Regions from separate parts of the Mus musculus genome. Here regions 2 and 3 are each linked to region 1. A link is a contact called in public promoter capture Hi-C data. All regions are on one chromosome and are shown on one strand. The core of a region is the stretch at or near the end of the contact, and the rest is flanking DNA. Distances in the headings are between cores, read along the strand shown.

Region 1 (2,973 bases), core at 84-2,583:
TCCTTCCTTCCTTCCTTCCTTCCTTCCTTCCTTCCTTTCTATAGAGATAAAACCCCAAACCCTCTAAAGTCTAGCTTGCAGTATCAAAATGGATCCCTACAAAGCCTATCTTCCTCTAAGATTCTTCCTACATGCTCTCTTTCTCTTATTTGTTATTCTTTCTATTTAGAGCAGCTTGCATTTTCTCTCCAAATTCTTTTTTGGATAATCCGTTTTATGCATCTTGTTTAGTACAAGCCACATATTTATAAATGTTACACATCTCCTCCTAGTATAGAGTTTGATAAGTACACTGACATATGAAATGTACCAAATAGTACTAAAATTTAAGAGGTGGGTGATTATTTTTAAAATGAAAGATGAATTACTTATACAATTACTCGGTGGCCGGAAAGGTCTCCAAAACCCAAAGTGAAAAAAACACTAACTTCAAAAGTCAGTCTGCAGATACTGCCAGGTAAAGCACGGCACGGACTGACCCAACTCACACAGAAGCGAGAGTCATTTACAGGGCTAAAAACCAAAAGAAAATGAATTTGTAATCAAACGCAGTAGGAGACAGTTTTAAGAATCCGCAATTACTAATTAGATAATGATTTTACTTCAAAGAAGTCATAGGTCTCTCATGACACCCTTCGGCTCTTCTCCTTCTAGTGTCCTTCCAGCGCCTTTCAGGCGTGCGTTCTCTTGTAAGCACCTGCAGCACTGAAGTCCACCCTGGCTAGCATCACTTTGCGTCGCTACAACACCCTTTCCGAATTTTGAGGCTAACTGGATCCGAAACCCGAAATTGCTAGGAAAGTGAAAGCAGAGGTCCCTTTGGCTCTGGTTGTCCTCTCGACACACCCGGGTAGCCCCGGCTTAACAGGGCTGCGCTCCGCCGCTCCCTCTACCTCAACCCCAATGTCTTCTGGATGCCCGATCAGCAGCTCCGCACTTCTGGCCCCGCGACTAGTCCCACTTCCCGGGTGTCCCACCCAGTGGGGACTGCAGGCCCCGGCGCACGTGCGCATCCTCCCATTCATTGGATCGCCGGCTGTCATTGGCATGGTGACCTCTACGCCGCGGACAGCGCGCGCGTCCCGGCCTCACCTGCGCGCGGGTGTCCGAGGCGGCACGTGTTCCGAGAGGCTCCACACAGCCAGGTCGTTCCCGCCGCGGGCTCCCGACCGCGGTCGGCCTCCAGGAGCAGCCACGCCGCCAGCACGACCAGCGCATAGCCATGGTTCAAGTCTGAAAGTCGCGGCGGGCCGTAGCTCCGCCTCTGCCCCAAGCCCAAACCCGGAGCCGGAAGCTGGGCACCGGAAGCGCGAAGCCGCACCCTGTTCCCCACCCGGTCGCCTGTCCTCTTCAACCCTCCTCGGAGCCACTGGCTCTAGTCGGGAGCCGCGTCCGCTTTTATCCAGAAATGTGCGTCCGAACTGTTGTCCTACGCGGGACAAAGCGTGCAGAAATCTGGTTCCGGTACCTGCTAACCCTGAGGCCATTGTTTTCGCAATGCCAAGCTCCGAGTGGACGTGCCAACTTCCTCTAATTAGTCTACGCTGTGGGTTATTGTGTAACAGAAGCTAAGTTGACCTTATCTCTTAGCTTTTGGACTCTATCCTGAAAGCCTTAGAGATGTATACATGCATAGTTTAGCGGTTTTGTTCATGTCTGGATATGGGAGACCAACCCTTGGATGTAATGAACTACGCAAAATTAATTTTTTTTCGTTATCTTATCTCGCCGTGTAGACCAGATTGGCTTTGTATAGACCAGATTGGGTTCAAATTGACCATCCTGCCTCAGCCTATTGCTGCTGAGATTACCGACCTGCGTCCCCATTTCCAACTCTATTTGCTAATGCATACAGTGCAGCTCAGGATGCTCAAGAAAATGTTTTTATTGTCGTTGTTTCATTTGTTCATTTTGCCTGTCGCATGTCGGATTTATTCCGAAGTTGAAACAGCATTTTTATAACACTTTCATCAAATGATTATACATGCTCGTAATAATCTTACGCCATAATCTTAGGTGGAGGCAATGAGAGGCAAGCGCTGGGGAGACTGAAGAAGTTTACTGCCTTCCCATGTTGATGTTTTTTTTCCCATTCATTCATTAATTCATTTTACATCTCGACCCCCCTCTCCTCCCAGTCTCCCTCCTAGGAAGAAATAAACCAGCTGTAATTTTCTGAATCATAATTTTTTTTCTTGTTTGCAACACACTTAAAGAGGGTTAACCCTAAAGTTGAGCTCATTATTTTCTTATTAGGTTTCTATGTTAAAAATGGAGGTTATACATGTATGAAACTTGTCAAAATAAAACGTTTGCTGTTTAGGGTTTTGACTGAGTGGTTGGGTGTTTTCCTAGCATGCACAACATCCTGGGTTCCATCCCAACACCACAAATTACTTAATGAATGAGTGAATGAAATAATCAAATAGGTAGGCTTTGCCTAGATAAGTGTAGCAATAAATACTTTCATGTTCTTTTGACAATGTTATGACCTGTGGTATATTGTTATTGGTAATCTTCCTTTGCAGGTAGGGCAACAGGAATAACCCACAGGGAGAAGGATAGCAATCCACAATTCTGCTGGGCATTTTTTAATGTAAAAATTATCCAGATTAAAACAAAAGCCCTGGCTCTTAAAAAGAAGTTGTAGTGGGTTGTGGTATAAGCAAAAGAGCACGTTCCTAGTATAGTCAAGTCCCAGGTTAGACCCTCATTACCAACACAGACACAAAATCATTGAGCTGTAGTATCCAAGATGCAAGATAACTAGGAAATATATGTGAAGTCATTTAAGGCTTCTAACACTGTTGTGTAGCTAAACTCTGACTCCTAATAATCTATCAAGAAGACACACATAATTCATAGATGTTTCTTTTGACCCAACTAGGCTAGCCAGGAGAGGGAGTCTGATCCTGGAGCAGGTGTTTGGGAGCAGCTGAATATGGGTGCTGTGAACTGAATTGGGGTCTACGA
Region 2 (2,703 bases), core at 190-2,689, 670 kb after region 1:
TTTTAAACCAAAACCTACATAACTTATGCAAAAGAACTGTATTCTGAAGTATATTTGAACTTTCCAGTGTTTATCCATTATGATTGTTAGTATCACCATCTCATGAACTTTCAAATGTTTTTTTATGTGACAGATACAAGTTACTTTTCAAAGAATATAGGCACCAAAATATATTAGGATGCCAAGATATATTTCAAAAAGAAAGCCTGGGTGATGCTATGCCGTAATGTGTTGTACACTCGCACACACACACATACACACACCCACACACCTACACATGAGAGAAAGAGAGAGGGGGGAGGGGGAGGGGGGCAGGGAGAGCTTGTCTACAAGACCATCAAATCAAATGTAATCTTTTCATTTGTATTTTTGTTCCTGTAGTAAAAAGAGGGGGACAAGATGGATGGAAGTAATTCTTCCCATGCTAGACATCACACAGATGAACACATTGTCTTTGAAAGCACACATATCCCTGCATTTCCCCATTTTAAGATGTAGAGTATAATGAAAGCCCAAAATATGAAAAACTAAAATGGCACAGATAGAATGCACTTTTGCTCATGGATCAAAATCTGGCACTTAGGCCTCTGCAAATCCGGAAAAACTGTCAACTTTACCACCTACCATTAGTTAAGCTAGAAAACAACGCATAATAAAATTCCAAAGCATGAATGTCCCAACCGCAGCTATGGTTCTGAGACAGTAACACAACAGAAAAAAGAAAAAAAAAATCATAGCATTATAGGAATAAACATTCAAGATCTGAAAAAAAGACATCAGAAATTGAACTTTGGAACAATTTAGACAGAAATGTTAACAGTTTCACACAGCTAACAGGGAATGCAAAGCAGCTCATGTTTTGTGCTTGGTGTAAAACCCTGAAGCTAATGGATTGATGCGAATTATAAAACCCGAAGGGTTAAGAGCAAATGGAAGATCAGTTACTTCACCAAGAAACTCATGAAAATGCTTAGGGTTTTCCAAAAAATATGTGTGTGCGCACCTGTGTGACATTCACATGCACTTTTAGAGTCACTGCTAGTTAGTTCAAGACGCAGGACCAATTCCAATACTACTTTTAGCTCCCATTATAATGGGAATTTCAGCAAGGTGCAAAAACAGAAGTCCTGAACTGGGCAGCGGATGAAAATTCAAATGCTCTCTAGCACCTGCTTCCTCTTCTCTACAAACCCTATTCCTCAGGTCACTATTTTCCCTCTGAAACAGGGACGCCACAGGTCTGCCAGTCCCGCCGGGTTCAGCTCAAGTCCCGGCCCCGCTGGGCTCACCCACACTCACTCTGCATATGAGCCAGGCGTTCTAAGGTCTGCAGGCTCCTTCCCCAGGTGGGTGCACAGTGTGGCCACTCCAATTCCTCTGCTGGCCCAATACTGGGATTTTGCACCGCCCTAGCGCGCCGCCGGGTCCCCTACAGAGGGGCGGGGCGAGGCCGGGCGGAGCGGAGCGGGGCGGGCCCCGTGGCACCTCCCAGGGCGGACCCAGGTCGCCCAGAGTTGCTGTCCAGTGGTTAGCTAGATGCTCATCCAACCCAGACGCTCCTGAGTCCTGGCCAAGCCTCCTGGCCCTGCCCAGAAACCACAGGGCTGCACCAGTGCTTGGGACACTCCTCTCCCACTGTGACTCACCTAAGCCTCAAAAAACTGTCCCCCAACAGGACCACCTTCCCCATGCCCAAAACAAGCTCGCATTCCAGGCCTCCACCCCTGGACAACTTCTCTTTGACCCTTGAGAAAGTTGGGGCTGGAATCACGGGGCTGGGACTTCTGCACTACAGATAGAGCCTATCATAACCAGATCTCTACCTTCACCTGCCTCCTGGGACAGTCCAGTCCGTTCCCACACGCCTCACAGACTGGGATACCAGAATGGGTCCATGCTTGCTAAGCTCCCTGGACAGTTCTAATAGGCATTTTGGGTTATCTCTTCTTCCCCTTCAAGGTCAAAATGTCCTTAGATTTTGTCACTGATCTAAACGGGCCTACTGTTCATATCAAAAGGAAAAAAATTGCAAGAGACATCCAGAAGGTCATCTAACCCTTAGCTACCTTTATAAATATAAAAATGAGTATTTGAATAGACATTCAAAACCCTCCCCATAAGATGGTTTTCTATAGAGTAACTGAACTGTGGATTTTTATTTTGCAGAACATCAAATCAAAGATTAACATAAACAGCTCAAACATTTTAAGTTATATCATTTTAAAGAAAAAGATCACCATGAATATACTTTAACACAAATCTAGTCGTTGTTGGATGTACTGAAAAATCAATGAGGCCAGGTATGAGAGCAACACACGCATCATGGGTTCAAGGCCAGCCTGAGTTATGTAGTGAAACCTTGTTCAGAAACCATAAACAATGAACGAATATCCAAGTTCCATATTCAGTAAAAAGCAATGATTTCACTACAGGCAAACAATACATAAACATACATAGAAAACTTGATCTCATTCAGAACTGGGAAATAACCAAATGATATCGAGAAAAACAGATGAAAATGTGGTCATGGGAATTTTAAAAACAGGTCTGTTGGGGAAATAGTTATAAAATATTTTATTGGGAGGTACAAGATCCCTAAGTGAAAAGGTAAGATTTTAAAAAGTAATTTAAACAGATCCTTGAACAGTGTGGGAACTTATTAGTACTTTTGGCAATAGTGGAATGCAGCCTCTTACACTTTAA
Region 3 (3,058 bases), core at 405-2,904, 680 kb before region 1:
TCTTTTTCCTATCCCATTTCTCCCTGCCCCCGGGCCCCCCCTTTATTTTTTGTCCCCAACAGGCCAGCTTCTTCCTGACCTTCTTGACTTGAGACCAAAGCCTTGTAGCCTTTGTCTTCAGCCCATAAGCTCCTGTTGATGGACTGACTCAACAGTTCAGGACATGTTACACAACTTGAGAAACAATCAACCATCCTATCTTTCTTCAAACTGAGCAACCTCCAAAGTAAGGTAGGAAAAAAAGTTCAGGGCTTTAATAGCCTAACCCTCAAGAAAAGATTTCATTTTTGTCTATTAAGTCACCCACTATTCTGCTTTGCACAGGGTCTTTTTCTGTGTCTGCTGTGTGCCTGTTTCCTCATTCCCAAATAAATATATTCCTTTAGCTACTGATTCTGTTTGCAGAGCATAAGATTTCTCTGTTGTTACCTGGGTGTTCAGTTAACTAGGGGCTGGATTGTGGTAGTTATGTTTGTTAACTTGATAAGTCTCAGACTAAGTCCAAAAAAGGTGATCTGACAGTCTGGATTCATCATTGTGCTTCTGCACACTGGATGCAATGTGACCTGCTGCCTTAAGCTCCCATTACCATGTCTTTATTGCCACGATGGACTGTGTTTTCTTAGCAATCCAAATAAATCCCTCTTTCCGTACATGGCTTTCCTGGGGTATTTTGTTGCAGGAATAGGACAAGTAGCTAATGTAAGAGTGCCAATAACCAAGTTGTGGTATCATCCATTTCTATAAACTCCAAATGGCTAAAGAAAGGAAGCAGTAACCTTAATATTACCATTTTTAGTTTAGTACGGTTCACTCTCCAGTTGTTGGCTGATCTTGTACAAAGGAACTCTACAGACTCCTTTCTTGTATGAAAAGTCCCCTTCATTCCCTCCAACCTAAAATGCCTTACGTGCAACTATTTACCCACACAGACTTGGGTTTCAGCTTTTAATACAGTTTGGGGGTCAGAATGGGAGGTGAGCAAACGTTACACCCAGATGCAGTCTTAATGGGCACAGGGCCTCACTGTTTCCTCACTGTAACAGGATTTTCTGAGTCAGGAGGCATCACTGGGCTTCTATCTATCTATCTATCTATCTATCTATCTATCTATCTATCTATCTATCTATCTATCTATCTATCGCTCCGGGCATCCCTGGGCTTCTATCTATGTATCTATGTATCTATCTAATCTACCTATCGCTACCTACCTATTATCTACCTATCTACCTATCATCTACCTATATCTACCTACCTACCTACCTACCTACCTACCTACCTACTTACCTACCTACCTCTATCTATCTATCTATCTGTCTGTCTATCTATCTATCTATCTATCTATCTATCTATCTATCATCTATCTATCAATCATCTATCTATTGCTCGGGGAAAACTTCCTATCTACCTCTATCTATCTGTCTGTCTATCTATCTATCATCTATCTATCTATCTATCTATCTATCTATCTATCTATCTATCTATCTATCTATCTATCTATCTATCTATCTATCTATCTATCATCTATCTATCAATCATCTATCTATTGCTCGGGGAAAACTTCCTATCGGTAGTTGCGAGGTATATGGGAAGCAGGAAATTGCTCGCAAAGCCGCCGCCGGAAGTTCCGGGCCTCGGAGCAGGAAAAGCTACTTGGCGCACGCGCCCTGATGACTGGCGGGGCGGAAACTGGACGCCCGAGCCTCAACACCTAGAGCGGGCTCGGGCTAGGCGCACTCTTTGGCGGCGGGTGTGTTTAATCTTGGGGAAGAAGTTTAGCAGCCGGTGAGGACAAGGAGGGAGGCCGGGAGGAGGATGCGGCTTGGCCGGGGGGTGCCCGCTGCAGGAGCTCGCCGCCGCCTCAGCCTCGGTCCCCGGGGCCGCCGAGGGCCCGCCCGCCGCCCCGCGTGTCCGGGTAGGTGTTCCGGCCGCCGGCCGGTGCTGGGCTGCCTCCCTCTCAGCTTTCCAGTCCTTGGTGCTCCGGCCCACGCCCTACGGCCCTGCCCCTCTCTCCCTTAGGCGGTTCTGCTTCCTCTGGACGTCCATGTCCCTTCCGGAGTGCAGTGCTGCGCTCCCCGGTCCCCCTTTGCTCGAGTCTAACTCCTTCCTCATCTGCATCCAGGAATCTACTACGCCCGCACTTTTATGCCTTCTCCTGTCTTCCTGAAGCAAAGAACTGCACCCCGATAGTCTTCATCCGTCCTCTCAAATGGGTTCTGAAAGCTGTCGTCCCTGTTAGCTCATTTTAGGGCGCCTTAAGCTCCCCGGACCAGGAGTGTCCGTCTCCAACCACATTCTTGCCCCTAACAGCTCATATTTACCAGGACATGACAAGCCAGCCCCATGATTAGGGTCAGTTCTTGAATATAGAAATGTGTCTTCCCTTTTTATCTTTTGCTGCTGTCTTTCCTGTTAATTCTCTATCTTAGGTATGCATGTTTGTGTTGACCGAAAGGAAAAGAATGATAGAATTTTCGCCCTCCAAGAAATTGACAGTCCCTATAGAAATAAAAGCCACTCCTTCAATTTCCATGACTGAATACAGTGCCTAAGCTGTCTGCCCATTTTCCCCTGGTGTCTGACACTTCGCATATATCTGAATAATTTTGGGCTTAGTTTGCCCCACTAGGAGACTTTACTTATATTCTTGTACAGTTGAAACCTCCTCTTTATTGGGGTGGAAGGAGAAGTAGTAAAAGACTGGGGAAATTACATTCCCCCCACCCCTCATGATAGAAGTGGCAGAATATTTCAAATTATTATTCCCACATTCCTAAGAGAAATGTTGCTCCATGGTTAGGAGCTCAGAGAGTAGTTGAATTGCCGAACATTCTACCCAGCAAGCTCGGTTCTGGCTTTGAGAAAGTCACTTATCTTTTCCAGCCTTTAGTAGTCGTATAGCTATAAAGAAGGTGGTGACAATACTCTTTGGTAGTAGTGCTTGAACAAATGAAATGCAGGTAAAGTACCTGTCAGGGCCTGGAATGTGCTAAGTGCTTCTGAAATGTTACCCTTTTATAGCCTGATTCTATTCAAGTGCTGGTAAGTTGATTCTAAG

Evidence for each region. Promoter capture Hi-C pulls out the DNA fragments that hold promoters and counts their contacts.
Region 2: a contact with region 1 is called in a promoter capture Hi-C map of embryonic stem cells, with 2.2 times the contacts expected there. The contact joins the promoter of Myo3a here to the promoter of Pdss1 in region 1. A contact is called at or near these places in 3 of 39 promoter capture datasets (cranial neural crest, embryonic stem cells and neural stem cells).
Region 3: a contact with region 1 is called in a promoter capture Hi-C map of pre-B cells, with 3 times the contacts expected there. The contact joins the promoter of Spopl here to the promoter of Pdss1 in region 1. A contact is called at or near these places in 4 of 39 promoter capture datasets (the C10 cell line, the HPC-7 cell line, liver and 1 more) and 1 of 115 datasets of contacts at active chromatin or transcription factors (memory CD8 T cells).

Annotation. Positions count from the first base shown.
Region 1 is chr2:22,893,882-22,896,854 of GRCm38.p6, reverse strand. Pdss1 (prenyl (solanesyl) diphosphate synthase, subunit 1) reads right to left here and starts at 1,333. Exons shown (of 11, transcript NM_019501.3): 1 at 1,093-1,333. The coding sequence starts at 1,224.
Region 2 is chr2:22,226,239-22,228,941 of GRCm38.p6, reverse strand. It overlaps Myo3a (myosin IIIA), which reads right to left and starts at 1,439. Exons shown (of 34, transcript NM_148413.3): 1 at 1,300-1,439. The coding sequence starts at 1,306.
Region 3 is chr2:23,570,700-23,573,757 of GRCm38.p6, reverse strand. Spopl (speckle-type BTB/POZ protein-like) reads left to right here and starts at 1,654. Exons shown (of 11, transcript NM_029773.2): 1 at 1,654-1,915.